Regions from separate parts of the Zea mays genome. Here region 2 is linked to region 1. Evidence: chromatin contacts called from public Hi-C data. All regions are on one chromosome and are shown on one strand. The core of a region is the stretch at or near the end of the contact, and the rest is flanking DNA. Distances in the headings are between cores, read along the strand shown. Region 1 has its middle 14 kb from the start of LOC100191578. Region 2 holds the start of LOC100191541.

Region 1 (3,017 bases), core at 429-2,928:
CTGACGGCCAACTCATAATTACATTATTATTTGTATAATAGTTACTCTAACTGTTAGGTCTGCTATATCCATTTCTTTTACTTATTCTTTGCATGTTTTAGAAACTTCTTATTGAGTGGTTGCATGTTCACAGTTCTCCAAAGTCTAATTTTGTTCCGCTTTACTATATTTCTTCTTAAGTTTTAAGTTTGTGTTATATGAATTGTGAAAACTTGAGTCGTATTCTGCTTTACTATTTGCAGTTCTCCAAAATCCACATGTTTACTTTTTCATAAGCTTTTACTGGAAACCGTGAGCTATCTACCTGTAGTTTTAATGCAAATGAGTCATGTTCTAGTACAACTAATCGTTCATGTCTGTGATTAGGTACCGAGTTATCGAGCAACCATCGTGGAGGCTGCAAGCCTTTGGTAAGGAAAGTTGACTTGTTGGAAACCTATGAAAAAGTGGACGCATGGGCACCTGCAACTTGTGTTATCTAGGATTATCTGGTGTTCCCATACTTGACCAGATCAATTAGATACTTTAGGGTGACGGTGATCCCTGATGATAATTAGTAATCAAAATGGTAAGCATAAGCAATTAAAGATACTACGCTCTAGGAAGAATAATTGAATGTGTTGAATATGTGTACCTTTTCTTCCTAGGCTTCTACACTTATCCAAGATGGCAATGCATGAGAGTTTGCTGATCTTGGTTGAATGGAGAGTATTCAACGGAGGTATTTGATCTCAGTTTGAAGCTTGCTCTTTTATGCATTAGCCACAAGAAGCAACGACTATCAATGGAAGCAAGTTGTGTCAAGACTTGATAAGCTGCTGGGATAATGAGTGAACTTAATCCAAGTGGGTGGGATAGTGAATGAACTCAATCCTCTAACATCCATGATGTCTGATTGGTAGAAAGTAATGCTTTGTTTAGATAGCAGAAAATGCATACATCCAATAAATAAATAAAGATTATCAAATGATTTGGTGTTAAAAATGGTTTGATGTTAGATTTCATTTGTCAAGATCTATGAGCCGTCGCAACGCACGGGTATTTACCTAGTATAGTTAAAAGATTATTGTTTTAGACATATAAAAGCAGCAATATATGTGGATTATACACATAGAAGTGACAGAATTATGTACTATATGCATACTATGCGGTACTTTGGGTGGGATAAGCTAACTAATTAACAAGCACTATCGCTAACCAATACTTACAGCTAGAAATAATGCAAACCCTATGCAGACACGTCACAGTAACGAATCCAGAATTTTATTCTCGAGGAAAGTAAAGCTCCAAAACCATATTGTTTCATCATTTCATCCTCAGTCAACGAATGTTTTGCCCCGTTTAGTTATAGGTAATAATCTTTAGTCCCTGGTTTTTAGTCTCGTTTAGTCTTTATTTTGCTAAATAGAAGGACTAAAGTCACATGGGTGCTAAAAGGGACGTCAAACAAAAAAAGGGTATTTTGGTCTTTATGTGTTGTATTTAATGTATTTAGAATCTGTTTAGTCTTTACAACTAAATAGGGTAGGAATTAAATTTAGTCCCTAGTCCTAGGACTAATGGTAGCAGACGGGGCCTTAGTACAGTTGCTCAGATTTGAACACTTGACCTTGAGCTGATCATTGCTCCTGGCAAACACATGCTCCTCCACACACGTCCGCACATGTACGTCATCTAGGATGATCCCAGGTGCAGGTACAGGCATGGTACAGGCATGCAGTTGCTCTAAGGCTGGCTCCAACAGCTAGCTCCAACAGGCTAGCTATCAAACCAGGCAAAGCTAGTTTAGCTGCTCAACTGGTACTGTAGCGTCTCCAATAAGGCAACTATCTCGGCCAGACAAAATACATGGGAGGCAAAATACATGGGAGGAGAGAGTAGAGCCAAATTGGCTGGCATTGACACGCCAGGCATTTCTGTCAGCTGGGACCCTGTGAGGAAATCGACGAGCAGGATGCTTCGGTGATTTAGCGCGAAAGTAAATGGGCCAGCGGTCACAACCAATTTGGCTTCCTTGTTGCAAACTAGACGCCTATCGCTGACCATGTAAAATGCAGAGGGTAGGTAAACAGGAAAATAGCTGGGCAATATGGCTATCCATTGTTGAAGCCAGCCTAAGGCTGGCTCCAACAGGCCAGGTATTTGGCCAGGCAAAGCCAATTTAGCTGGCCGGTTTGTACTGTAGCGGCTCCAAAGAGCCAGCAATCCAGCCCAGGCAAATTAGATGGAAGGAAAGAGAACTGGTAAATTAGCTGGTCTCGGCACGCCAGCCATTTCAGTTGGACCAATAGGATGCGTTGGTTTTTTGGCGCCAAAACGAACTGAACTAAGGCCACAGCCAGTTTGCCTGCTTCGTTGGAAACAGAAGGTTATTGCTGGCCAGGTATAATACTGAGGGCATGTAAACTGTGAAATGGCTGGGCAATATAGCTGCTCGTTGTTGGAGTTAGCCTAAGGAGGAGTTTGGTTGCTAGTATGGCTGAGTCTGGATTGTATTGCTTGTATGGCTGAGCGTGGAGTTTCATGTTACTTCATCTGCTGGATGGTTCCTCGGTTGAAAAGAAATGTCTTGAGCAATAAAACGCACTTCGATAAAGTGATTTGATCTTTACAAACTCAATTATGGCTTGTTCGGTTAGCTCTCAATCCACGTGGATTGAGTGAGATTGGATGGGTTTTAATCCCAAACAAGTCAAACTTCTTCTCAATTTTTTCCAATCCCATCCAATCCATGTGTATTGGGAATAACCGAACAAGCCCTTAAAGTATTTAGAACCAAACATAGAGTTTTCGCTGTACTAGATGCCCTAGAAAAAGGAGCCATTTTTTGTGCGAAGGAGCATATAGAACCCTCAGGCCTCAGCTCATGAATCGATTTTAAATGTACAAGAGATTGCATAATATAATTTCGAGTGATCATAAATATAGCTAAAGATAATATGTATAGAGAGCCGTTTAGAGACACCGTCTCGTATAATCCCTCCGTTCTTTTTTATTTGTGTCATTTTAATTTAAAA
Region 2 (3,023 bases), core at 73-2,572, 110 kb after region 1:
TTATGTTCATGTGACTGAAAACAGAAACCGAAAACAGAAACCCAGGTCGACAGGTGGACATACACAACTTCAGAAAGAAGCTAACTCTTATGATGCATGGAACAAGTTCACTACCAGGTTCATAAACTTCAGTCATACATACCCAAGTTCACAGTAGTTCACTACCAAGTTCAGTTACATAATAAGGTTATTGAAATACTCAGATAACCTTACACAAGCTAACTCTTACACAGATAACACATCCAGTGCCCATTCCACACCACCCATACTACTCTACTTCCTCTGACGACCCCGAATCTCTTCATAATTGACATCATCCAGTGCCCATTCCCCACCACCCATATCTTGATCTTCAGCAAATTGGTTATTGAAATACTCAGATAATGGTGGCGACGGACCAGCTTCGAGATCTTCTAAACGTTGTGCTTCCTCCTCAAGTGACTGAGCAAGCTCATACACGCGCCACATTGCGAAGTTCACTGACACCTCTTTGGCCGTATCTGGCGAATCCATAATCTCGTCTCCAGCCAAATCTTTCAACTCCTCCCAACTACATGCATCTTTGCAATGGCTTGGGCGAGGTCACTACGAACCGTTTCAAATCAGGTTATTTGCGAAACCACAAACAATGTTGTTGGAATTGAACATAGTACTGCAAAAGTTTACAAACCACAACCCTAAATTAGGTGGAAGGGAAACCTTACCGACACTGAACGAGGTGCCGAGCACTGCTTGAAGACAGAATGGGTCTGCCGTTGGGAAGTAAATTGCATCTAGCTGTTGTAGGATTAGGGATGTTGCTGGTGAGTTTGTTGGGTGTAGCACGTACCTGATGTGGCCGCGCAGGTGACATCCTTGCCGATGGAGTGCTCCTTGCCGCTACCGTCGCCTGTAGGCTTGGCGATGATTGACACAGACAATCGACTGAAGGCGGCAACCACTTCGGCCTCACTGTCGACCTCGACATCGACGTCGACGACCAGCCGTTTCTTCCCTCTCGTCGGAGTCGCCATCGGAGGAACTAGCACAGAAAGATTGACAGAAAGATTGGCGGCGCTGTGGAATGGAAAGAGGAGTTAGGTTTTCACCCGGCTCCGTGGTTAAAGCAGGGACAAAATTGACTTTTATCATAGCTCATGGAAGGTTACAGAGGGCGGGAGATTAACCGTCCCAATTTGATGTTGATGTGTGCTTCATAATACCAAAGTAGCGAGGTGTAGCGGAGTAGTAGACCGGCGAAGTCGCTCGACGACAATGTTACAAAGTCAATTAACTCCAACTAGACGAGGTCAGCCACGCGCAACGGCGCAAGCCGAATCCACCAACGCCAAACGACCGCACCAGCCAGTCCACTTCGCCAGTGATCTGTCTCAGCTCGTCGCGTCTCCGGCGCCGACAGACACGGGCGAGTGGGCAACGCGGCTCCGAGATCGGCGGGCAGGATGATGATGCTGATCGACTGCTCGAGGTGCCGTACCCCGCTGCAGCTGCCGCACGGGGCTCCCTGTATCCGATGCGCCATCTGTGGGGCTATCACGCACGTCGCCCCCGCCCCTCCTGTCGAGCCCAACCGCGGTGCCGTACAGCCGCCGCCGGGGTGGGGTCCACCGCCGCCGCCGGTGCACGGGCGAAAGCGAGCCGTGGTGTGCGGGATATCGTATCGGCACTCGCGGTATGAGCTGAAGGGCTGCATCAACGACGTCAAGTGCATGCGCCACCTCCTCATGACGCGCTTCAACTTCCCCGACGACTCCATCATTATGCTCAACGGTCCGTAGATCCGCACCCTCTGTTCTGCATTGCTGCTCTACCGACTCCTAGGAAGTCGATCGAATTGGTTGGCCGCAATTTCGGGTCAACTCTTTGCCTGTATAAGATCCTTGTATATGTGGTTTCTCCTGCGGCACGATTGATTGCCAAAGAGAAGGATAGGATGAGATATGATGACTGGAGGAGGCCTTGCGGTCGGCTACCTTTATTTGTTCCAATTATTCTTATCCTTGGCATATTTTATTAGGGTTGATGCTGGAGGATGCATGAATGCATGTTTCGTCCAATATTATGAGATATTTATCACCTGTCTGACCAAATGGTTCTGCCTCAGGCCGTTTAAAAAAAAAGGATAAGTACATGAATATGCTTGCTTGGCCATTTTGGATCATATATGATGTTCAGGTTGAGAATTGAGATAATCAGAAGGAAGGTATAGTTTCTGCTAGTATTTTTCCAAACCAGGAGATTTTGTCTTAACTTTGATTTCAGCAACTGAATCCCAAGTGTGGAACTGCAAATTCATGTAAAGTTCAGACTGTTTAAAGTGGTTATATACATTGTGGGTCCTGCAAGTTTCTGCAAAGAAATTAAGGATTTTCTACTGTTCATCCTTCCAAATATGGGAATTTTATGTTTTGTGAAAAATATAGATGCAATCCCACAGTTGGGAATTTTCTAGATTAGTAGATTGAATGTCTATATTTTGAATGTCATCGATGTTTGAATTTGAGGCTGACGTTGTCTATCTCACACCAAATCACGGGTCTAATTCATATTGGCTAGGCTACGATGTTGTTGTATATAGATAGGGGGTTTTATGGTTTTCTCGGTCTGTGTAAGAATGTCCTCTTCTTAATGCAATGCTCGGGGTTGTCTTATCACCACTGGTCGAGTTTTTTTAATATACCTGTCTGTGCCTGGTCTGAAGGGCAAGTTTGGTTTAGTGTTGAGAGTTGTCTCACTGAGTCACTAGGTTGCGGGTTTGAAGGACTCTTTCCACATTTGTGAAGGGAAGTCTTGCCTCGGCTTATCCCTTCCTTATACCTCACTTATGTGGGAGCTTTAAACACTGGGTCTGACTCTTTTGTTTGTGCCTGGTCTACAATACTTACATAATATTATTTTATGCTTATTATCTTTTTCCTTACTGATCTACTTGATGTGCCGCCAGTGGTTTTGCATATTTATTAGCTTCTTTTGAGTATTCTACTCAAGTTGAGTTAGATTTTCCATGTTTTATATACCAACTA

Evidence for each region. Hi-C and Micro-C count contacts between places; a contact is called where the count stands out from the background.
Region 2: a contact with region 1 is called in a Hi-C map of ear, with 4 times the contacts expected there. The contact joins the promoter of LOC100191541 here to the enhancer-like site in region 1. A contact is called at or near these places in 4 of 25 Hi-C or Micro-C datasets (ear, leaf and root tip).

The regions. Positions count from the first base shown.
Region 1 is chr1:96,347,088-96,350,104 of Zm-B73-REFERENCE-NAM-5.0, forward strand. No RefSeq gene overlaps it. Among protein-coding and RNA genes, the nearest start is that of LOC100191578, 14 kb to the left of the region's middle. Within about 2 kb of position 1,679, at least 8 of the 20 cell types and tissues checked have an H3K27ac peak or open chromatin away from gene starts, as enhancers often do. A contact at or near this core is called in ear, where this site is marked.
Region 2 is chr1:96,455,191-96,458,213 of Zm-B73-REFERENCE-NAM-5.0, forward strand. It overlaps LOC100191541, which reads left to right and starts at 1,323. Exons shown (of 5, transcript NM_001365495.1): 1 at 1,323-1,770. The coding sequence starts at 1,443.